7 separate regions of the Mus musculus genome follow, and regions 1, 2, 3, 4, 6 and 7 are each linked to region 5. Evidence: chromatin contacts called from public HiCAR-type and promoter capture Hi-C data. All regions are on one chromosome and are shown on one strand. The core of a region is the stretch at or near the end of the contact, and the rest is flanking DNA. Distances in the headings are between cores, read along the strand shown. Region 1 overlaps Rngtt (RNA guanylyltransferase and 5'-phosphatase). Region 2 holds the start of Ube2j1 (ubiquitin-conjugating enzyme E2J 1). Region 3 overlaps Rngtt (RNA guanylyltransferase and 5'-phosphatase). Region 4 holds the start of Rragd (Ras-related GTP binding D). Region 5 holds the start of Slc35a1 (solute carrier family 35 (CMP-sialic acid transporter), member 1). Region 6 overlaps Rngtt (RNA guanylyltransferase and 5'-phosphatase). Region 7 holds the start of Pnrc1 (proline-rich nuclear receptor coactivator 1).

Region 1 (3,382 bases), core at 682-3,181, 1.3 Mb after region 5:
CATCCTCATGGAATAAGGACTCAAAATATCAATTTCTCTACTTTCTTCTTCAATAACCTCTTGAATTTTCCTCAACTACAGCAAACTTAAGTTTTAGAGATACTAATACATAAATGGTACACCAAACTACAAGAGGAAATAAGCAGAAATATAAATGAATATATTCCATATGAATTACAAGAAAATACTGAAAACCTCATTTCCTTTAAAGTGAATAATGAAAATATTTATACACACAAATATTCGTATGCACACATACAGACACATGCATGAACTTACTCCAATAGGCTGAAAAATAAGTCCATCCATTTCATGGCTGACTTCTTTGGCAAAATTTCCTTCCAGAAGCTATAAAATAAAAAGATATTCTTTAGAAATACAATGATCATTTAAAAATTACTTTAACTTCTTGCTTAGATTTATGAAGTTTTCTGTAACATTTAAGAACTGAGACACAGGAAAGAGTAGAAATACTGGATTAAACTCTGTGACCTTGGGTCCTAATGTGTGACTTCATCTTTGCTGGCCCCTCCTTCTCCACAGTGTACAGTCTCTCTAACGTGAAAGCAGAACATATCAGAGTCTGAACACGCTTATCTCCTTTAAGGTTAATATACGGTCTTGTTCTGCTCACTGTCAGACAGACTGAGGAGGGCAGAGGCAATAGATAGCAGTTTAAGTGGTTTACGGTTCAGGGCTCTGTTCTTTTTGCTCTTGGTCTTGGTTTTTGGAGGCAGGATCTCAAGTAGCCCAGATTGACCTCAAACTTCTATCGCCCTGCCTCCCTGTCACAGTGGCGAGATCACATGAGTGTTCCACACCCAGCTGAGTTTCAAGGCAGAAAGTTCTGGAGACAGACAGCTGGTGACGGTTGTACACTAACGCAAATGCACTTACTGTGACTAGACTAAATAGTTAACAAGATTAACAAGGCAAAGTTTACTGTAATGTTCTTAAAATTTCCCTCTGACTTTTCTTTGTTTTGTTTTGTTTCCCCTACATCAGCAAGTGAGCAGAGGTGGTAAACTCGAATTCCTGGAGCCATTACTATGCATTTTAGCCAAATTTTAGGACAGTTTAAAAATTCATACATTTTTCTTCAGTTCACTCTCAGATGAGGAAGAAATTTCACCTAAGTAAAACTTGATTATATATTAAACCTTTGACTCCTTATAAATAAAAATGAAAATAATCTCTGAAATACCATGAGTCAAGTATCTACTTACACTCATTCTGGACACTGAAAAACAGTATTACAATTTTGTTGAATACATATAACATATTCATCTTAGAGAAAATGAAATTCATTTTCATACTGATTAACACTAGGTACACAGACAGACAGACTGGCTGAGCCCAAATATTTATACATGATGGGAAAAGGTTAAAAGTAAATATATAACTTTGGTAATCCCTAAACTACCACACAGAAAGCTGTCCAATGTTCAGAACCTAAATAATGAACTTCTAGGAATTTAAGAATAAATTTTTAAAAATCAAAACAAACATTTTAAAGCATTTAGAACTAAGAACAAAATTATGGTAGAATGTTATGTGACAGATCACATTGAGAGAAAACTTTGGTGCATTAAATATCTAATTTAGAAATAAAAAGGCAGGGCAAGTGCTGTGTAAGTTTCTTGCAGACTGAAAGAAACATTCCACCCTGTAGGAAGTTCCTTAACCAGGGAGGTAAACAACTCAGAATAGTTTCACAAGTCCCAGAAACTGAGCAGATTCACTGCCCCTCCCTGCTACTCTAATGAAAGCCAAAATCCCTCACACAAAAGGAACCTAAGCTGCAAGGAAGGCTCTGAGAGGGAGAAAAACTGCAAAGACTGAGACCAGACCAGCTGCCTGGAACAAGCAGAGAGAGTGGAGCTGTCTAGAACAGGTTTAAACCAACTCAACCACTTAGAAAGAACATTCCCCAACCTGCTGAGCTGCCTGCAGGCTGTGCAGTATGCTCCAGGTTTCCCAGCTGTAAAGAGCTGCCTTCTATGTTGAGTGGGTGGGTTTAGTGAGACTGCTATCTTTTGCATCATTTCTGCTCCTGTAAGTAGCCCCTCACCCATATTTCCATGAGTAACCCCGGTAAAACTCATTGGTTCATTAAGTTAGACTTTGCTAGTATCCATACTTTGGTCTGATGTAGGCTCCCCATCTGGGGTGAATAGACATGTGTTATGTCTCCCCAAGAAAAGTTTTGTCACACAACAGGGAAAAGGAAAGGAAGGAGAGACAGCCAGGGCAACACACGCTTGTAGTCACAGCGCTTGGGATGCTGGGGTAGGAAGATGACAAGTTTGAGACCAGCCTAGGCTTCAGTGCAACTTCAAGGCTAGTCCATGATACCCAGTAATAAATCAACAGAAGATGGATGGACAGTCAGACGGACAGAAGGAGGCAGGCAGGGTAGCAGCATATTTATAATCCTACATGCTGGAAGGCTAAGCAGGAATATCACAAATTGGAGGCCAGCCTGGCTTACATGGTAAGATCCTTAGCAGAAAGGAGGAGAAAAGGAAGGCAGAAAAAAACTGGAGTCATGAATCAATGACCTCAATTTCTACTAGAAAATAAGAATTCCAACAAATTTAAGAACTGTGATTCTAAAAAACAACAGTCATTTGGGAAAACTAAGCAAGCTCAATGAGAATGATCTCTTTCCCTCATTTCTAGTCCTCATTCAAGAAAACAGCTGTGTACCTCACAGGATGATTTAAAAGGCAAATAAACAAAAAGTGATTTTTTTTTCTTTGAAACATCTCAGCAGTATCTTAAAGTACAAGTTATGACCAGGAAACAATAGGTTTTGCATTTTAAACGTTGATAGTAGGAATAGTCAGAAATAAGTTTTCAAAGTGACAGTATCAAATTGCAGAGAATGTCTCTGATGTGGCTCTTAGTGGAGTGCTTGCCCAGCAAGTGAGAAGGCTTGGTTCTCCCAACATTCAACCAGGCGTGGTCATCCATACCTATAAATCCTAGATCAGAAGTTCAATATCATCCTCAGTTATAGAGGGATTGAGGGCCAGTCTAGACTAGATAGATAATAGGTAGGTAGGCAGACAGGCAGACAGGTTATAAATGTATACCTATAAAGATTATATAGATTTTTTTTAAATAAAATAAAGTCACTCTAACAAAACTTCAAACTGGAGAAGACTGGTCCAAACAACAGAATGAAGATGCACACTAAGCATGGGTAGTCTTTGAAAGTAAGGCAGTACCCATAACAAGTACCAGAGTTAATGAGGAGACAAAAAAATGTTTTCAAGTTCAGATAATATTCTTCTAATAACTTAAATTTAAGGCACGATTTAAAGCTATTTTTAGAATTTTATTTCTATCATTATACTCCTAAGCAAAATGTCTCTAT
Region 2 (3,186 bases), core at 520-3,019, 1.7 Mb after region 5:
ACACAGACATACATGCAAGGGAAAAAAATGCACATAAATAAAAAGATAGATAAAAGGAAGTTGTTAAAAAAAAAAAAAAGATTGAACAATTTCCTGACAACATTTCACACTGCATTATTCTCTGGACATCTGCCTAAGGACCTCTGCTGCTCTAGGTGTGACTAAGTACTGTACAATTTACTGCACAGTTTGATTTTAAAAGTCCAACAAATTTAGCTAGGTGGCAAACACCTTTAATGTCAGTTCTGGGAAGGCAGGGGCAGGAGGATCTCGGCCAGCTTGGTCTACAGAGTGAATTTCAGGACAGCCAGAGCTACACAGAGAAACTGTCTCAAAACAACAACAACAAAATTCCAACTAATTTAATCATTCTGGCATCAAAATGGTAAAATCCAGGCATTTCTACTTTCTCTGACCTTTTTTAACTCTTCAGGTTTTAAGTGATGGGCTGAAGACAGAGACATGTCCCATTAAAATTCAGCCATATAATTCTTACACAGGCGTGGTCAAATTTTAAACAAACACCGTAGAAATGACTAATTCTACATCTGGTCCCTAAGGCCACTTACTTATCAGCATTCAAGCTAACAACATTCTGTTCAGCCAATATTCTCTGGCTTTTCCTTTATATATTCTAAAAATTTAAAATATATATATATTTTTAAAAAGATTCACAATACCAACTCTTTCCCATAAAGATATCAGACTTAAGTCCAAACTAAGAAGCAGTGTGGGAAAGAAAACAAACGGTGACGAGAGTTCTAGTTCAATGATCATCAATACCCTGAGGCTTATTATTCAGAGCTAACAGGGAGGAGTTTTTTCCCCCTGACAAATTATCAAAGTACATTTTTTAGGCTCCAGTAATTTGTGCTACGTCTGCCTTAAAAGATATGACAACTGATAATGGGTTTTTTGTTTTTTGTTTTTGGCATTGTTTTTAGTGCACCAGAAAATAACTGGAGGCCAGGATTGTCTGAGGGCATTAACTGAAGGAAAGAAATTCAAAGTAGCAATCAACCCCCCCAAATCATGGTTAATTCCCAAGTGCACAGCTCAACTAGTTTAGCTACAGGACATATTTTTTTTTTCTACGTCTATAAATTCTCCCCCAAATACTGAAATTGGATATTTCAACCACAATAAAAATGGGATATTTCAAATGTGAGTCAAACACCTAACAAAAGTTCGTCGGCAGAGGCGGAGGGGACACGAAGGACGCAGATGCGGCCAGGGATGGTCAGTAGTGCGGACCGTCGTCGCCTTCGCACCTGCCCTTGGCTCGGCTGTCTCCTGCTTCGCTCCGCAGACACCGGGAGGAAGAGGCCAGGAGCGGAGGAGCGCCAGCGCATCGGGGGATCCGCAGCGGCCGCCCGCTCTGCGGCCTGCACCCCCGGACCGGCCGCGGCCTCGCGTAAAGCGCGAGCCCGGAGCAGCCGCGAGGGCCGGCGGACACGAGCGGGCCGAGGCGCCGCGCTCTGAGTCCCGGGTCCCCCGCCCGTCCGCCCGCCCGCCGCCCCAGCCCGGCTCACCCGGGCTCTTCAGGTTGTAGCGGGTCTCCATGGCGGACGTCCCCGCTGCCGCTCTCGTCGGCGCCGCAGCTGCCCGGGTCTCGCGCGGCGGACGCGCCTAGCGAGGGCCTCCGCTGACACCGCCCAGTCCAGCCCGACCGCGGGCGAGGTGCGTGCCGCGGGGTCCGCCTCCCTGAGGGCCGGCCGGGCGCCGGGGCGTCGCCGAACGGGGCGCCGGGCTGCGGACGGCCTGCGGGACTGACGTCCCGGCTGACGCGCCGCTGCGTCACCGCCGGCGCCGGGTCTGTGAAGTCGGCCTGACGTGGCGGGCGCTTCGTGGCGGTCGGTCACTCGGCAGCGGCGGTCCCGCGAATCCCGCCCGCCCGGCAGCCCTGGGGAGACGGGCGGCACCCTCGTCGTCCCCTCGGCCCAGCCCGGGAGACCGACTCGCCGCGGGCCCTTCAGGGGTTCCCGCGGAGCTCGCAGGGAGCTCGGAGGAACGGCGCAGCCCGGAGCGGCGGGCGGGCGAGCGCGGCCTGGGACTGCGGCGCCGTGATGTGCGCTTCTCCGAGCCCGCAGTTGGCCTCGGTGCGATGGACGGGAGTGGCCCCTAGCTCCGCGGTGCGGTTAGCTAAGGCAGCGTTTTTCGGGGTGCATCAGAACCTCCCAGAAATAAAACCAAGGGGTCGCCTGGAATGTTAATAAAAACGCATAAATGGGACAGGTCGGTCTGAAAGAGATGCGGTGCGTTTGTCTTTTCGGATCATGGAGGACAGAGAAAGTAAGGTTCTGGTTCGGACGGCTTACCGAGATAAAAGGGCCTCAAAAAAGGGAGGGAGCCAGCGGAGATTAGAGAAGGTTATAGGTGGAATGAAGATTAACCAATTAGACAGATTAGTGTTCTTGTTTAACATTGTCAAATGTGTTTGTGGGAATGTCAGTAATTTTTCCCAGCCGTCTGAAGGAGGAGGGAAAAAAAAAAGATTTAAGTGGCATCTTCTAAGCCATTAAAGGCGATGTTTTCTGAATAGTACGGTGATAATCTGAAGAATAGAGAAGCAAGCAAAACCGAGCTTCAATGTGCTTCTCCATTAAGCTTTCATTCTTTGTGTTCAGTCCTCAAATTTAGCATCCAGCAACCTGCGCTGCTCCGACCGGCCCCATGACCAGGCCTGCCGAGGGGGTGTAGTCGTTCCCATCCGCCCGCCAGCCAGACTCGGAAGGCACTTTGCCCTGAGGCTCTCCTCTTCCTCCCAACAATGGAGATAAGGATGTTTCTCTTTTATTTTATTCTTGAAGCCACATCACCTCGTCCTTGGGGGCTCTTCCTTAGGTAAAAGACAGCAACAAATCCGGCATTGAGTTATGGGCCCATGGCAAAGCTTAATTATAATCACTGCAAGAGAAAAGTCAACTCTTAATTTTTTTCTAAATATAAACATGTACAGAGAGGGTAAATATGATTTTTTTTTAAAAAAGGAGTAAATGCTAAAAGTTACTAATTGCTTGACTGTTAACTGGGTCGGAAAGATTAATTTTCCCAGAAATGTAGGTTTGTCAAAAGAATACTTTGTTTCTTCAGAACAAATTCCCTCCTAGAAGAAAGTAACAATTTTCAGCAAACAAAAAGATTCCATCCCAAATTAAAATTTGGAAGAATTTCATCTTATTTTTT
Region 3 (3,051 bases), core at 280-2,779, 1.3 Mb after region 5:
CCCAAGATTCAATTCCTAGTACCACCAAAATTAGAAATAGTTTCTATGCTCTCCCAGAGGTCCTGAGTTTGACTCCCAGCAACCACAAGGTGGATCACAACCATCTGTAATGGGATCTGATGCCCTCCCTCTTCTGGTGTGTCTGCAGAGAGCAACAGTGTACTCACATACATAAAATAAATAAAAATAGTCCATATGGCTGAATTCCAGATCCACTCTTGCGGCTTTTTATACTGTGGCCTACATGTTCTTCCCATGCATGCAGTATAAACAGGTCTGATGGCTCATACCTTAACCCCTGCAATAGGACTGCTGCAGATTCAGAGTAGGTGAGGCTAGCCTAGGCTACAAAGAAATCCTTTCTCAAAAAGCTGTTAAAATTCATTTAGACGTATACAAAACTAACAGAAATCTGAAGCCAACTATTCAGCAGAACGAACTAAAACTGCTTATACAGCTTAGAATACCAATAAAATAAAAGCTATGTAATTTCTGAAACACATTTATTTTGCTGTTCAAGTCAGAAACTCAAGTCCTGAGGAACTCACTCTCCCTAATAATGCAATATTCATTCTTCAAGCATTAGTTATTTCTGTAATTATTTTTTAGTAGTGGAACTTACCGAGTGCCGTCTGCTTTCCAGCTTACTTTATAAGGCTTCTGCTCTAAAAGTCTAATATTTTGCTTGTCCATGGAGACAGGCTGTGCTCCAGGGAACCCAGACCTTAAAGAAAGAACATTAATTACTCTGTCATGGCTACAACTCATATAATGCAATCTTGTGTTAAACCAATCTCAAATGTCTCACATGTTGATCACAATGTTCTTCCTATCATGAGAGTAGTTTCAAATGGAGTAACATCAACTATCACAAAAGTTCTAACAGAAGACTATCATTCTCAGCCAGGAGTAGTGGTGCATACCATTAATCCTAACACTCAGGAAGGCAGAAGCAGGTAGATGTATGGATTCAAGGCCAGCCTGATCTACAGAGTGAGCTTCAAGACAGATACACAGTCTCAGGGGAAAAAAAGTTTAACAATTTCTTGACATTTTAAAATACAAGTTTACAATGGACTAAATTGCCACTGTTGTAATATAAATATTGGGCTAATTTAAGAATGTTATTATATAGGACTGGAGAGGGAACTCAGTGGCTAAATGCCTGTTATGTAAAAAGGAAGTGTTAGGGTTTCCAGCACCCATGTAAAAGCCAAGCCTGGAAGCAAGTGCTATAATCCCAGCAGTAGGAGAGGGGAAGGGGCCAGGGGTGCCCTCGGGTCTGGTACTGTTAAGGTAATTAAGCTAAAATTCAAGCTTTTCTCTGAAGTATGAGACACACCTGCCCCAGGCTGTGAAGTATAAAACACACCTGCTTTGCCCTTCAGGTCATGCGTACTAAATTTGAGGGGAAGCACAGTGCAAGCAGAGGTGGACACTGGGAGTCTTCCCCTGTTATTCTCCACTGGTAAGATCAGTCTGACATTAGTCAGCAGCAGCAGACACAAAGGGATCAAAGAAAAACTCTGCTGACAACAGCAGTGCTGCATTCTCCAGGAAGAGCTGAGTCATAGGACCCTGACTCAGCATGACCTTTACAGATTTCCTTGAAAAAACCTGAAATCCTCTTAAGCCCTCAATGTTCACACTAACTTTAAGAAGCAAAAATGCCCAATTAATGTCTGCATTAGCTGTGTTACACAAAGAATAAATTTTATTTAAAACTTGAAAATACTTCTTACCCTTCCCAGCCACAGAACTGATGACATTTCTGCTGCACCTCTCCTAACTTGGGTTGAGTTGTTACTTGAGTTACACCTTTAACAGTTATGCCTTCCAAGAAAATAGCTCCCTTTAAAGAAAAGAGGAAAAAATTACAATAAATATATAAGTGTGTATAAGTCTATACACACACATATAATTAGAGGACAAACATATTTACAAAGAAATAAATCAATTTATTCTCACAAACCTAAGAAGATTCATATTAAACAGAAACAATTTATTTTCACAAGCCTAGGAAAATTCATATTAAACAGAAACAGTCTGTCCACCTGCTGTACTAGTGACATCTATAACCTACCAGTTACAGAGGGGGCTCAGGCAAAGAGATTATAATTCTAAGGCTACCTTAGGCTATATAATAAGACCCAGTCTCAAAGCTAAAAAAAACAAATGGTGTACTCTAGGAAAGTCTATAAAATCTTCTAGGCTTGGGTTTTTATACTTTTTAAAACTAAAACATTAGTCTAAATGTATACTAAATTAGTTTCAGGTACAAAGGGCTACTGCCAGTAGTATCAATAAAACTATATAACAACTTTGGCTAATAAAGAGTAAGAAAATCTGGTCTACAAGTTGCAAAGTTCAACCTTCTGGCCAAGACTTGGCAAGCAAGGCACTTGGGAAGAGGAAGAAAAATATTACAAGTGATTTAGATAGATAGATAGATAGATAGATAGATAGATAGATAGATAGATAGATAGATAGACAGACAGACATCACTGTGTGGGAGCGGGGACTGAAGAGAAAGCCAACGGTTGAGAACACTGACTATTCTTGCAGAAGGACCCTGGTTTAATTCCAAGCAGCCACAGGGCAGCTCACAACTATCTGGAACTCCAGTCCCAGGGCATCCAACACCATTTCATACTCCCATGGACACAAGACATACAAGTGTTACACACACATACATGCAAGCAAAAGACATGCAAGTGTTACACATACATGCAAGCAAAACACTCATACACATAAAATAAATCTTTAAAAAGAAAACACACTTCTAGTATCAGCTGTGATGATACCTGTCATTCCAGCACTATGGTAGCTGAGGCAGGAAGTCCACAAGTTTAAGACCAGCCTGGGCTACACAGTAAGTTTGAGGCTAGCTAGGCTATATACTGACAGCCTATCTAAAAAGAACTTTTAAAAATCAGTTGTTTAATAAGGCTCTTTCTAGCATTAGAAACTAAATACCAAAAATATATTCTAAAAGCAAAGCTCTAAGACCTGTAATATACTGAGAATACTCAAGTTGTGTCAATATCCCTG
Region 4 (3,329 bases), core at 669-3,168, 1.7 Mb after region 5:
TCCGGCAGGGGTTTACTTCAAATCAAATTTCAAAAGAGCCCCCAGGCCCTCCAATAAAAAGACTACAGAAAATAGGTTCTGCCCCTTCCTTGCAAACTCTCTGGCCCCCAGGACAGTATCAAATAACTGGCTTTCCCCTCTAGAATAGGATCTTCTTTCTCTCTTTAAACTACCACAATAGGGAGCTACTGTGCACCTATCTTTGCAAATGCCTTGCCAATACAATCCCACTCAGCCTTTCCCTGGGCGGATCTACCAAATGCTATATAATAGTAAAGTACCTGAGCAATTTAATTTTTTTGGGAAAAAAAAAAAGTGGCTGAACGATCGACCGTGGGACTAATTAAGGGAAGTGCGGATGAGTGGAGCGCAGAGGTGCACACACAAGTTTAAATAACGGGGAGCCAGCACTAGTCCTCTCTGGAGAAAAGCCAGGAAATGAGGCGACTTGAAAAGCTGTTTTTCATCTGCCAGACTTAAGTCTTAGTTAACTGTATTCCCTTTCTGATTCACTGAAGTACCTGCCAGACGCAAAATCAAAACTGTCTTCCGAGAAAGGCTTTGTAGAGAGAATTTTAAGTTCCGTTCGATAGATTCTCAATAAAAGTTCTTAAAACTCCTGTCACGGGTACTTTCATTCCTCGGTTTCTTTAGTGTGAGACACTAAAGAGATTAATCCTTTCTCTGGGATATTTACAACTCGGAGAACGTTAACAGCCCCGTTCAACTGACCTTTTAAAGTGACCTTCCGCTTTTGTGGGGAAAAAAAATTTTTTTAAATTAAAGAAAAACATTCTGGAATCCTAAACTCAACTTCTTTGTTGTGTCCCGGGAATGAAATGCAAGCAGCCCCCAATCCGAAAGGCTAACTTCAGCTCCTTCGGCAACAACAAACAGTTGGCTTCAGCGGCCAAGGATTGCTCGCCAGGCGCCCACCCCCGGGTGCGACACGAGATGCATTCAGGGTGTCTGGGGACCTAGAACCCCGCGGTCTCCCGGGAGACGCGGATACCACCTGCAGCGCGGGCCCCGCCCCAGCGCCCCGGTCCCACGCCGCAGACCCTCCCGCGGCCACGGCGGGGAAGAATGACACGCGCAGCTGTGGGCGACCCAGCCGGCACGCTGCCGCCAGCTGCTTCTTTTAGCTCGACATCCGACCCTGCTCCCCGCCGCCGTCTGCAGCCCGGCCGCTCCCCTCCCCCACCGCAGCGCCCCGGACCCGCGCGTCCCGCATCCCCCCCACCCCCAACACACACACACACATCGCTCCCAGGGCGGGGACCGCGAGCGCTCGGCCGGTTGGCTCACCTCCCTCCTCCGGCCCGCTGTCCAGCTCGGCGTCCGAGGACTCGGGCCCATCCTCGTAGCCCGCCAGCCCCACCAGCTCATCCTCCTCCTCGTCCTCGCCGCCGTCCTCACCCTGCGGCTGCGGCTTGCCCAGCACTTGGCTCATCACGCCCACGCTTGCCTCCAAGGTCCCGCGTGGGCCGAGTGGCCCGCAGCGCCCTGGGGCCGCGCCTGGTGAGCAAGGGGGTGGCAGTGGAGCCCAGCCCCCTCCCTGCCGCTGCTGCCCGAGAAGCCAGCCGGAGCGCGGCAGTTCTCCCCGGGAGCGCGAGGGAGTGACTGCGTGACCCGAGTCACCTGACGCTTGTCACACACACACACACACACACACACACACACACACACACACACACACACGCAGCACCACCGGGCGCGCGCTCGCCGGCCGCAGCCACCGCTTGCTCGGCCACACACGTTCTCCCCCTAGAGAGAATTCGGGTGTCCAGAGCGCACTGGCCACCGCCCTCGGGGACTTCTGCTCGCTTTCTCTGCAAGCGTGGCCCGGGGACCACCCGGACCCTGCCGCCTGCTTTCTGCAGTGCCCCTGGCTTGTGCTGCGGTCTTCAGGCTTTCTACCCACACCCTACCCACCTCCACCCCACCCACCTCCACCCCACCCCAGTCTACCCCACCCCCACTAGGCTGCCCCTCAACTGTGCGGTACTCAGGCCCCACCCCCACCGCCACTCCAGCCTGCGGGAGCTGGGAGAAGTGCACAGTGGTGGGGTAGTTTCCATAGCAGCTGCCTCCTAAAGTGCCTTTTAGTTCAAAGGATTTCCCAGCAAGAATACTCCAAACTGTGGTCTACGTAGACATGTTTCCGGAGAAGTCACATGTCTCGTGATTTATATATAAACATGCTATACTAAATGATTCCTTTGCAACCTTCGGGAAAACCTAAAGTGTATAACGCCCTCGGGGCTTCTTATGCCCCAACTGCTATTGTCTCATTGGTGTAGTCCCACGTGTTTTAGGGCTTTTGTGGGAGGTGAGGGGCAGCTCTCAGATTGGAATAGAAGCGATGTGGGATGAGGAGGTGCTCTCCTCCTTCGCCAGCTGCTCAGCACAGTGTGAGCACCCTTTTCTGGGGTGGGGGGTGAGGGAGAGAAGAGGAGGGAGGGAGGGAGGGGGAGAGGGAGAGAGAGAGGGAGAGAGAGAGAGGGAGAGAGAGAGAGAGAGAGAGAGAGAGAGAGAGAGAGAGAGAGAGAGAGAGAGGAGAAAGTCACGTGCATAAACTTCCTTCAGTTAAACAGCGGGCCAGCAAGGTGATCCGGATCCTGCAGGTGCCAGCAGCTCAGCAGGTGGGGAGAAAGGCAGCTCAGCCTGGACACTTGCGGCCCGGGACAGGGCTTCCTAGGGGTCCTCGGAAAAATCTGGGTAGGAATAGGGTTACTAATCCGTGACGCATGTCCTGGATTTCTTCTAACTGGGTGGCTGCTTTCAACAGGAAAGCTTCTCCAAGGAGAGGCAGTAGAACTCTTGTCTGCATGGTCAAGGTCGTTCCTATGCCACATACAAAGATGTGAACTGAAAAAGGCTTTTGAGCGAAGAAACAGTTTTGCAGATATATAAGCAGCAGAATTTAGGGAGTACAGTCAAAGATTATCAGGTGGGAAGCTCACACCACCTCCAAATTTAGTGGGAGGAAGTGAAGGGAGCCAGTTCTGTAGAGCAGCCAGGTAGCAGCACCCCCACACCACCCCACATCCCCGCCCCCACCCTCCCCACCCTCTGGCCAAGCAGATAACAGAAGAGGGCCCTGGCTGCTTTCCTTCTTCCTATCTCTGTGTGGTCTCCTGGGAATGACTGCCATTGGTCCAACACACCCAGAAACCCGTGGGCAAAGGAAGACTGAAACCAAGTGGAGGCCAAAGGGTGGATGGAGAAAGCCGACTCTCGTTACTCTCCCCACCGGAAGGAAGCAGCCTTTTCTGACCCTCATGAGAACACCTTTACCACAGAGTTGGTAGACGTTTCAAATGAGC
Region 5 (3,444 bases), core at 256-2,755:
CAGGTGTACCCTTTGAAAGAGGCTAGCACCCAGTCCAAGAGAGAAGGCAGCAGCCGAGTGCCCAGGCCCCAGATTTTCATAGCTGGCCTTCGTGGGGGACAAAGCAAAACAACCTATGGGGTGAAGGTGAACTTAACCAGAGCGGTGGACGAAACCTAGAGATGGACGTTTACAGGAAGCTGCTCCTTAGTGGCACGGATGGAGGGTTTAAAGTGCTGTGCGTGTATAAAGCTCATTTGCGGGGCTGGCACAGTCACTGGTTGTGTGACTGTGCACTAGGGCACCGTATCCTGCCTGACTGTTATGCAAATCTAAAAGCAGTTTCTGTAGTACATTTTTCGTTTTATTAAAATTGACAAGTAAAACTCTGTCCGCGTATTTGTTTTATATTTTAGACAAAGTTTACAGCATTAAGATTGACATTGCAATGCCAGCTAGATAGTAGTATGCTTATCACTGGAATAGAGGCTGCTTCTAAAACCCTACAAAATGTTAAGCCCTGACACTCTGAAACACAACGCTCTGCTTCATTGCTATTTAGTGATAACAGATTTCTATATCATGAGCCTTGCTATCTGGAACAAGTGAAGCCTACATTCATATGCTGCCTTTTAAAAGCCAGAGAATTGATATTTATATTTGAATTTTGGGCTCATTGAAAAAAATCAGAATGTCTGATAAGACTGGCTGGCATTCCAGCTTGATCCTTTTATGCTCTGTTGTCTGCCTCAGAGCCCGCTGTGGCTTAAGCGCTTCCCACTTCCCACTCTGCGGCCTTATTTGGCTCATAAGCAGTTGGGTTTTCAGGTCCTGAGAATTCCAACTTTTTAGAGGTATAGTTTTTTTTTTTTCCTTTTCCATTTTTTATTAGGTATTTAGCTCATTTACATTTCCAATGCTATACCAAAAGTCCCCCATACCCACCCACCCCCACTCCCCTACCCACCCACTCCCCCTTTTTGGCCCTGGCGTTCCCCTGTACTGGGGCATATAAAGTTTACGTGTCCAATGGGCCTCTCTTTCCAGTGATGGCCGATTAGGCCATCTTTTGATACATATGCAGCTAGAGTCAAGAGCTCCGGGGTACTGGTTAGTTCATAATGTTGTTCCACCCGGGGTTATTTTCTAATAACATCCTCTAGTCACAGTAACCATTAGAGCGGTTGAAGTGCCTGTTAATACAATCTAATTTTTCTGAGGTCTTTTTGCTGCCTGAAGTTACCAAGTTAAGCTAGACAGTGACAGTAAGGATGATGAAGACAGACACAGTACTTCCGAGCAGTATGTAATATATACTAAATTTATCCAAGAGGTAACCATGGAAGGCCGTGATGGAGTTGAAAGTTATAAAAGTCCGAGTTCTCGGAGCCTCTCTAACGGTCTTCACACAAAGGAATAATCGAGAGCATTTCAGAATCCTTCTTGCGGGGCCCATCCTCTCGGAGGGGCTGGTCTCTAGAAGGAAACGCTCGGCCACCTTGACTCCGCCCCCCCTCGGTCGACCGGAAGCTGCGGTTTTCCGAGCCCCCGCAGGACCGAGTCTCCCAGACTTGTCGCTCCGCACGCCGCGCGGCTTCCGCCGTAGCCCCCGCTTCCTCCTCGCGCGTGTGGTGCGGCGGGCTCTCTAGGCCGGTGCGTCTCTATGGCCGCAGGGGCGTCAGTTCCGCAGACTCTCTCGGCACCATGGCTCCGGCGAGAGGTGAGGCCGGGCTGCGGGCGGTCGCTAGGGAACGGCGGCCCGGGGTGTGCTGGCCGGGCCGGCTCTGGGGGCCGAGCCCTCCCTGCAGGGAGCGGCAGCGGGCTGCACCCGCACACCGGTGCAGTGAGCCGCCCGGGCGCCGGCCAGGTCCCTGCCTGGAGCGAGGCTGTGGTTCGGAGCCCTGGGCTTGAGGGCGCGCGCTGCTCCTCCCGATGGCGAGCCGTCTGGCCAGGGCTGTGGTGGCTGTCCTTTCAGGTTTTACGTAAGCTGGCCCCAAGGCTGAGGTTTTATTCTATAGCACTGTGGCTAGGACAGGCCAAAAGGCGGTGACGATTTTGTATTTATTTATTTTTAAAGCAGGAACCAACACTACATGGTCTCATTCTATAGCCCACGTTGGCTTCAAACTCGGGGAGATTTTCCTGCCTCAGTTTTACAAGCGCTGGGATTAGTGGTCTGTGCCCTCATGCCTGGCGACAACGTCGCTTTTTTTTTTTTTTTTAATTTTGTTTGTTTGTTTTTGTTTTTTCACCATTTCCCCAATGAGCACTGGCTTTAAGTCTAAATAAATGTTGGACAAGCATTTAAAGAATATCCTTTTGCGTGGATGTGAAATTATTTATCTTTGGGGGAGGGGATTTGACATTTAACATCAGGCGCCATGTAAGTTTTCTGTGGTGGTGGATTGTCCCATATCAGATAAGTCCTGTAGCATCCGGGAAGAGGGTAATAGGAAAAGTAGGGCGATTGACAAATGAACACTTAAAAGATGCAGCAGGCAGATCGGTACCCGCAAGGGTTGTTTACAGATTTAGACTTCTTGCCAGCACATACGTTGTTACATTTGGGTGTGTTGCACTTTTTTATCCTAATGAAATACAGTTTCTATACCTCCTTACATAGAGTCATCTTAACGATTACTCACCTGCTACTTCCTGCTATGTCCAAGCTTTCAGGTATGACAGTAATAGTCCCCCTAAAATGTAACTGGAAAACAAAAGGATAACTCCAGACTGACTCTTCTGGGGGATATTCTCCACCCAGAAACAAATGCCGTGGAAGGTAACAGATTCTCCACAAAGGGGGTGCTGGATGATCAGTGGGCCAGGTTTCTAGTTAATGGCGTGATATGATTTGAATTCTTAGGATAGTTTAAAGTAGCTGCGTACCATGAATATTTATATTACCTGGGAACGTTGACATTCCTAATCAATGAAGTTTCATCCTGGAAAATGAAGAATTGTAGAAGAAATGTTTTGATCTTATGGTAAACTGAAATGTAAGTGGAAATCATGGTTACAAGGATTGGTTTTAAAAGTTGAAATGTGCTTCTAAAGTGGTATTACAGACCAAAGTCATCTATGTTTTATAGTATCCAAACTTAGACTTTTCTACTTTGATTAGTAATTATTTTCAAGAATTACATTTGCAGACCTTTTCATTATGGGTGTCTTAAACAAAACAAAACAAAACACCATGATATGGCTTATGCCTATTAATCCCAGCACTTAGGAGGCAGAGGCATGCAGAACTGTATCAAGGTCAGCTTGCTCTACATAGCAAGTACCAGGCCAGCCAGAGCTACATAGAGAGACCCTGTCTCAAGGAAAGGAAAAAAAAAAAAGTATGTTTTCTGGAGTTAAACATCTTTAGTATTTAAATTATCTTGCTTTTTTTGAACCAGGGACCTTTAACACAGCCCCCCCCCCCAAAAAAAAAGTGATTTGAGTTTTCACTTCTTAGTT
Region 6 (3,121 bases), core at 411-2,910, 1.2 Mb after region 5:
AGATAAGTAAACACCAAAGAAAAACACACAGAAAATGAACAATCATACCTTGATTTGTGCAAAGGGTCTTTCATAACCTCCAACATAGAGAAGGCCAACATTCTGTGGAAGCAACCTACAAGGTGGGAAAAAAATAAAAAAAAAAAAACTTATTTATATAGTACTCTGCCTTTAAAGCAAGAATGCATAATAATAAAAAGTGGGAAAACTGGAGTGATAACTTCATCAGTAAAGTGTTTGCTGCACAAACATGAAGACCTGAGTTGGATTCCCCACGATCCATGTGAAAAAGCCAGATGTGGTGGCAACAGCTTGTAATCCAAGCACCAGGAGGCAGAGACAGGATTACCTGCCAACCAGCCTACTCTAACTGTCAAGTTTGGGGCCAAGAAAGAGACCACCCAAAAAGCAAGGTAGACAGAATCTAAGAATCAGTACCCGAGGTTGATCTCCCTAGACACACAGACACAGAGACACAGAGACAGACAGACAGACAGACACACACACACACAGAGAGAGAGAGAGAGAGAGAGAGAGAGAGAGATTTCTCTAATAGATACTATGAAACACAAGCATGTGTGTGTGTGTGTGTGTGTGTGTGTGTGTGTGTGTACACAGTGAGATAGTAACACCAAAGGAATACTTACTTCTATTGCCAAGAAAGAGGGGGTGGGGTAAAATGTTGAAATGGGGAGCTGGGATGTACCTCAGTCAGGTAAGGTATGCCTAGCATGCATGAAGCTGGTACAACATAAAACTGGGCATGTTTTCACAGGTTTGTAATCCTTGCATTCATGAGATGAAAGCAGGAAGATCAAAGGTTTACGGTCAACTTCCAATACACAGAGAGTTCAAGGCTAGCTTGGGCTACCTGCTTCTACATCTCAAAAAACTTAACACTCAACAATAATTCTGATAAAATTACTAGTGTCTCTGGAAATGAGGTGATGAATAATATACTCAAAAATTTATGAAGATTTAATTGAAGAACTAGTGAATGCATGCCCACAACCATATATTATGAATGATAATGAGCTTAATTCCATCCTAAAATTTTACCAAATACATTACATAAATGCTAACAAAAGGGTGGCTTTGACCCATGGCATAATAAAATGTCTGTCACTGGACAGCAGTGGGGTGAGGGGCCCTACTTATAGAGAACTCATTAACGTCTGAGTACATAGGAGCTGCACCTTGAGTAAAGTGTGACAGTCAATCTATACATGGTTGCACTCCCTAAATCAGCCTTTCTTTTCTTCCTATTCAGATCTCTACAACATCCAACATCCATTCAGCCATTTTGTTTTGGTTTTGTTTTCACTTAAAATAAGCAATGACATATGTATGGATATTTTATCTGCATATATGTGTGGTGCACCACATGCGTGCCTGGTACCTAAAGAGGCCAAGAGAGGCCTCAGATCCCTCAGAACTTGAGTCCTGAGCTTGAGATGCCAGAGATGGGTGTGCTAGCAGAGACTCCTAGTAATGAGGTCAGAGAGACTGACCCAGGCATCTTCTGTGCAGGGACAGGGACAGGGACACCAACCCAGCCACAAAACCTTCAACGGGTCTGCAGAGTGTTCTGGGACTGGAGCCTAGTATAAACTGTCATCCGAGAAAGCAGCCAGACTCCATCAGCAACTACTAGGAACAGATGTAGAGTCAGTACCAGAGCCAAGCATTAGGCAGAGCTCCTGGATTCCTGTCGAGGAGGCGAAGGAAGGATCTGAAGAACCAGAAAGGTTAGGAGCACTCCAAGAACACGGCCTGCAGAATCAACTGACAGACTCACGGGGGCTCACAGAGATCATGGGGCCTGCAGGTCTGATACATGGTATGGCTGAATAACTATGCGTTCTTGTGGGATCCCTGACAGTGGGATCATGGCCCTAACAGTGGGAACAGGGGCTGTCTCTGACTCCTCTGCCTGCTGGTGGGAATCTGTTCCTCCTACTGGGTAGTCTCATCCAGCCTTGATATGATGGTATATGCCCAGTCGTATTATGGCTTGTTATGCCATATGTGATGTCCCTGAGAGGCCTGCTCTTTTCTGAGGGAAGGCAGAGTGGAGGAAATAGACATAGGGAAGAGAGGGGAAGACTGGGGGCAGGGAAGACTGCAGTCGAGATGTAATATATGAAAAAAAAATTTTTTAAAAACCACAAGATCTTTTTAAGTTCCCACATAGGTGTTGAAAATCAAGCCCAAGCCTTCTAGAAAAGCAGCCAGTGTTATTTACTCTGAACTATCTCTCAGCCCCTTGTTTTCCTTTCTTAAGACAGACTTACTTGCAGCCAAGAGGGCTTCTAATTCATGGTGTCCTACCTAGGCCTCCCAAGTGCTGGAGATATGGTTCTATGTCAATCAGTGGTTTCTCATTCTTAATTGCAACAAAACTCCAGGTGGGTTTTGTTCATGGTGCTAGGACTTGACCTCAGGCCTCATACATAAAGACAAGTCCTCTATATGCAGCTATATCTACAGTCCACACCAACACACTGAGGATGAAGAAATACTGCCTTTAGAACTTTGGTATGATTAAAAAGTAATTAGTAGAGTAAGCTATAGGACATAAATACTAGCCACAATATTTTTCACTCTTCTATATTTTTCCTAAAAGACATGTAAAGATATGGACATAACTTCAGTTTTCGTATTACTGTTTGGGGGAAAAGCCTGTATTATCTTTATGTACAGACAATTCTAAGAGTCTACATGATGTTAAAAGCTTCCTTATGACAGGTAAGAGACCTCAAATGAGCTGCAGGATAATATTGTATGAATTGGAGAACAAAACACTCAAAGATATATATAGTAAACAAGTACAAATTCAAGGAAGCCAATGGAACCTTTTCAGTATACCATATAGCATAATCACAGAAATGAGAATATTCAAGATTTATTTTAACAATCTCCTGGCTGCAGGGATCTCACTTCATACACCAGGCTACCTTTACCTCCAAGTGCTAGGCTTAAAGGTGCATTAGCATGAGACCTGGCCTAACACTCTGTATTATTCAAGACACAGCTTCAAAAACTCTACTTCAAGAGTTTTAGAATTCACATTTGTTAATAACTTTTCTGAAACTAGAATGTTTTTGACACTTGTGTAATC
Region 7 (3,270 bases), core at 526-3,025, 1.4 Mb after region 5:
AGAATCTGAAAGTAAAAGAGATGAAAAGGAAGTTACCAAAAGGTCATTTTTCTACTCTGGCAAGTGGTGGGTTCCAAACTTTGACTAGGAGATAGCTGTCTCTTGATGAGCCTCAACAGAGTCCCGATCAAGGGAACTGCATGCAACGACTACCACTTCAGAAGTGCTCACCCTGACATCATTTACAAGAAGGGCTGAAATCGCCCGGCTTGGTAGCGCATGCCTTTAATCCCAGCACTTGGGAGGCAGAGGCAGGCGGATTTTTGAGTTTGAGGCCAGCCTGGTCTACAAAGTGAGTTCCAGGACAGCCAGGGCTATACAGAGAAACCCTGTCTCAAAAAAAAAAAAAAAAAAAAAAGGTCTGAACTGAAATCAGGAATGGATATTCCTGACTTTCACCATCATCTGTTCACTATCAAAGAATCAATGTACTGGGAGTGGCTGTGTAGAAAGAAGTAAGATGTCAGGGCTCCCTTCTGGGATCTCTAGCCTGAGAACAAAGACATTCCCTACTGCTGGCCAAAGACAATGGAACTATTCCCTGCCTCTAACCTCCTAGCTCATTCCCATCTTCTGTTCTCCTCACAGTGTGTGTGTGTCTATGTGTGTGTGTGTGTGTGTGTGTGTGTGTAGTGGAAGCAGGTTTGCGGCAGAATGTGTTTGGAAGTCAGAGGGCCACTTTGTGGTTTTGGCTGTCTTTCATTTTTAGGTGGCTTACAGGGATGGGACTCAGGCTGCTAGGCTTATATAGCAAGCATTTTAATTACTCACTGATCCATCTAGATGCCCTGCTCTTTTTATTATGAGGCAGAGTCTCATTAAATTCCCTACACTAGAAATTTCCCATCCTCTACTTCTGCCTCTCCAGGAGCTAGTGTTACAGGTCTTGACCTTGCCATACCTAGACCAGAGTTCAGATTCTTCTGTTAATTTTTTAATGATTTGTGTCTAATTCTTTAGTCTCTTGTATGCCTTACTGTAAAATGATTAAAAAAAAATTATTGGACAATGGTGACATGGGCCTTTAATCCCAGCACTAGGGAGGCAGAGACTGGTGTATCTCTGTGTTCGAGGCCAGCCTGGTCTACAGATCGAGTACAGAGTACAGCCTGGGCTACACAAAGAGTAACGCCATCTCGAAGAAAGAAAAAAGAGGAAACTAAATAAATAAAGCCCCAATCATTAAAGAAGTATGTTTCAAACAAGATGAATTACAGAAATTGGTTCTGAGGTCCTATTTGGTAACTGGTGTCTACAGTTCTTTTCTGTATTAAACTGTGAGTAGAGAATTCTGTTAACCCAGTTAGCTAGCAACTGTAGCAGAGCTGTTTTCTCTGGGTGGGACAAAGGCCAATTGGTTGGCAGCAGCATCAAGTTTCAGGGGCAATGTGAGATCTCAAGAGACTCCCAGAGATCTTTAGCTATAAAGGCAGTAAAAAATTAAAGGCCCATTTTCGGCATTATAGAGTACTTCTGATGAGCTGAAGAATCCTTCAGTAAACCCTTTTTTATTTTCACCACCAGGGTTAATTGGCAGCGTCGGAAAACCGAATGAGAAACCACATAGCCAAATTTCACTGTAGGTTAAATGGAGGCAGATCTTCACCAGTGCTGTAAATCCTTAGTGAAATAAATCCTTAGTGTTCTCCGAAATCTCTTAAAATTTTTATGTAGGGCTGAAATCGAAAACCTACAAAGCAGTCCTTTCTGGAGGTCAGAAGCTTCCTAGTTCCTCCACCGCCTCTCTCCTCCTCCTCCCCTGCCCCACCCCCAGGCTACCCCAAAGGATCGCTGCCAGGGAGGTGAGGCAGAAGTCGAACTTCATTGTTCACGGGACACTCTCGGTAAGAGCCCGTTGGGCGCGCCTGCGCAACGTGCGCTCTTTGTGAAGGGCTGCAGCAGGCTGCTTGTTTGTGTCTTGCCTCGGGGCGCGGAGGCGGGACCGAGGGAGTGGCCTGGCAGGCGCACGCGGATTGGGCCGCCGCAGGGAGGTGGGCGGGCACGGGGCGGGGCCTCGGGTAACAACACTGGCCGCGGTGGCCAGCGCTATTTGTTGCTGCGCCGCCTCGCCCGAGTCATGGTCCTTGCTCCGAACCTTCCAGCAGCAGCCTCCGCCGCCGCCCCGTGACTCCTGCTCCCCGCCTTTCTGCCGAGTCCCCGCGCCATGACCGTCGTCTCCGTCCCACAGCGAGATCTCGCTCTGAGCGGCCGCTTAGCGCCGCTCGGGTTCCTCGGGGCCCTCCCGATGGTGAACCCGGCCCCGCCGCCCTTGCCGCGCCTTCCGGACCCGCGCGCGCTGCCACCCACCCTCTTCCTGCCGCACTTCCTCGGGGGGGACGGGCCGTGCCTGGCGCCCGCGCCTCGCACCACCGCGCCGTCCGGCTGCACCTTGGCCCCGGCGGCTGCCCCGCGGGCGGCGCCCAAGAAGCGGCGGAAGAAAAAGGTGCGGGCCAGCCCGGCCGGGCAGCTGCCCAGCCGCTTCCACCAGTTCCAGCAGCACCGGCCGAGCCTGGAGGGTGGTCGCAGCCCGGCGCCGGGGCCAATCGTCGCGCAGGAGGAGCGAGGTCTGGCGGCCACTGCCCTGCTCCACAGACAGCCCCCACTCGCGAAGGAGGTAGGGCCGGTGGGGGCGGGGCGGCTGTTTACTCGGGAGGGAAGTTTCCGTGACGCTCGCTCGAGTGGTGGGGCGGAAGCGGGAGGGGGGCTGGGCGGCTGCGCTGGCGCCGCCCATTGGCTCCGGAGCCAGCCAATGGGAGCGGCGGCTACGGCCCAGCAACAGCCTGCATTTAGAAGCTTGGCGGCGCTCCAGGGGGTTTCGGCGTTCGGGGCTCAGGGACCTGCGGAGGGCTGACGTCAGCCCGCTACGTGCAGCGCTCTGGGGCGCTCATGAAGGCGGTGCTGGGTGGGGGCGGAGGCGCAGGCGCAGGCGCGGTGCCCAGTGGGGCACCGGGCGGGCGGGACCCACGCACAGCCAGATCCGCTGAGTCGGACTGCTGTTGGGAAGTTGGCAGGAGTCTCCGTCTGATGCCCGACGCGAAGGTGTCCCGGGCCCTGTGCAGGCCGGCACGAGCTTGCCTCGCTGGAGGGGGCTTCTAAGCAGCGCCCTGAATGAGTTTTTAGAAGTTATAAAATGGACTCCTCGGTTAACGGATCTGGATAACTGGGATACAGTTTTGTCGAGGCTAAAGGATTTGAGAGTTGTCTTAGCATGAAAAACAAAAGCCGAAACCACCTTTTTCATACAGCTTGAAGAATTCTTTGTTGGTAGTG

The links. Promoter capture Hi-C pulls out the DNA fragments that hold promoters and counts their contacts. HiCAR-type assays count read pairs that join an accessible place to other places. Capture Hi-C pulls out chosen DNA fragments and counts their contacts.
Region 1: a promoter capture Hi-C map of stem cell-derived epiblast-like cells shows a contact between it and region 5, with 4 times the contacts expected there. The contact joins the enhancer-like site here to the promoter of Slc35a1 in region 5. A contact is called at or near these places in 10 of 39 promoter capture datasets (the 3T3-L1 cell line, the HPC-7 cell line, cranial neural crest and 6 more), 2 of 115 datasets of contacts at active chromatin or transcription factors (astrocytes and embryonic stem cells) and 1 of 9 other capture datasets (adipose tissue).
Region 2: a promoter capture Hi-C map of liver shows a contact between it and region 5, with 3 times the contacts expected there. The contact joins the promoter of Ube2j1 here to the promoter of Slc35a1 in region 5. A contact is called at or near these places in 2 of 39 promoter capture datasets (both in liver) and 1 of 115 datasets of contacts at active chromatin or transcription factors (astrocytes).
Region 3: a promoter capture Hi-C map of the HPC-7 cell line shows a contact between it and region 5, with 4 times the contacts expected there. The contact joins the enhancer-like site here to the promoter of Slc35a1 in region 5. A contact is called at or near these places in 10 of 39 promoter capture datasets (the 3T3-L1 cell line, 3T3-L1-derived adipocytes, the C10 cell line and 7 more) and 1 of 9 other capture datasets (liver).
Region 4: a contact with region 5 is called in a promoter capture Hi-C map of liver. The contact joins the promoter of Rragd here to the promoter of Slc35a1 in region 5. A contact is called at or near these places in 2 of 39 promoter capture datasets (both in liver) and 1 of 9 other capture datasets (liver).
Region 6: a contact with region 5 is called in a promoter capture Hi-C map of hippocampal neurons, with 4 times the contacts expected there. The contact joins the enhancer-like site here to the promoter of Slc35a1 in region 5. A contact is called at or near these places in 6 of 39 promoter capture datasets (3T3-L1-derived adipocytes, the C10 cell line, cranial neural crest and 3 more) and 1 of 9 other capture datasets (adipose tissue).
Region 7: a contact with region 5 is called in a HiCAR-type map of astrocytes, with 5 times the contacts expected there. The contact joins the promoter of Pnrc1 here to the promoter of Slc35a1 in region 5. A contact is called at or near these places in 3 of 39 promoter capture datasets (liver and pre-B cells) and 1 of 115 datasets of contacts at active chromatin or transcription factors (astrocytes).

Annotation. Positions count from the first base shown.
Region 1 is chr4:33,376,335-33,379,716 of GRCm38.p6, reverse strand. Rngtt (RNA guanylyltransferase and 5'-phosphatase) reads right to left here. Exons shown (of 16, transcript NM_011884.3): 12 at 280-348. Among named protein-coding and RNA genes, the nearest start is that of Mir8118, 60 kb to the left of the region's middle. Within about 2 kb of position 1,931, at least 19 of the 459 cell types and tissues checked have an H3K27ac peak or open chromatin away from gene starts, as enhancers often do. A contact at or near this core is called in embryonic stem cells and stem cell-derived epiblast-like cells, where this site is marked.
Region 2 is chr4:33,029,963-33,033,148 of GRCm38.p6, reverse strand. Ube2j1 (ubiquitin-conjugating enzyme E2J 1) reads right to left here and starts at 1,769. Exons shown (of 8, transcript NM_019586.4): 1 at 1,533-1,769. The coding sequence starts at 1,563. It overlaps 4933421O10Rik (RIKEN cDNA 4933421O10 gene), which reads left to right and starts at 1,826. Exons shown (of 2, transcript NR_036602.1): 1 at 1,826-2,292; 2 at 2,628-3,186.
Region 3 is chr4:33,336,664-33,339,714 of GRCm38.p6, reverse strand. It overlaps Rngtt (RNA guanylyltransferase and 5'-phosphatase), which reads right to left. Exons shown (of 16, transcript NM_011884.3): 7 at 1,743-1,852; 8 at 623-724. Among named protein-coding and RNA genes, the nearest start is that of Rngtt, 28 kb to the right of the region's middle. Within about 2 kb of position 1,529, at least 102 of the 459 cell types and tissues checked have an H3K27ac peak or open chromatin away from gene starts, as enhancers often do. A contact at or near this core is called in the HPC-7 cell line and embryonic stem cells, where this site is marked.
Region 4 is chr4:32,981,587-32,984,915 of GRCm38.p6, reverse strand. It overlaps Rragd (Ras-related GTP binding D), which reads right to left and starts at 1,918. Exons shown (of 7, transcript NM_027491.2): 1 at 1,309-1,918. The coding sequence starts at 1,453.
Region 5 is chr4:34,685,499-34,688,942 of GRCm38.p6, reverse strand. Slc35a1 (solute carrier family 35 (CMP-sialic acid transporter), member 1) reads left to right here and starts at 1,505. Exons shown (of 8, transcript NM_011895.3): 1 at 1,505-1,699. The coding sequence starts at 1,684. It overlaps Cfap206 (cilia and flagella associated protein 206), which reads left to right. Exons shown (of 13, transcript NM_001347062.1): 13 at 1-369. The coding sequence ends at 159.
Region 6 is chr4:33,440,595-33,443,715 of GRCm38.p6, reverse strand. Rngtt (RNA guanylyltransferase and 5'-phosphatase) reads right to left here. Exons shown (of 16, transcript NM_011884.3): 14 at 49-115. Among named protein-coding and RNA genes, the nearest start is that of Mir8118, 4.1 kb to the right of the region's middle. Within about 2 kb of position 1,660, at least 9 of the 459 cell types and tissues checked have an H3K27ac peak or open chromatin away from gene starts, as enhancers often do. A contact at or near this core is called in hippocampal neurons, where this site is marked.
Region 7 is chr4:33,247,292-33,250,561 of GRCm38.p6, reverse strand. Pnrc1 (proline-rich nuclear receptor coactivator 1) reads left to right here and starts at 1,775. Exons shown (of 2, transcript NM_001033225.2): 1 at 1,775-2,614. The coding sequence starts at 2,165.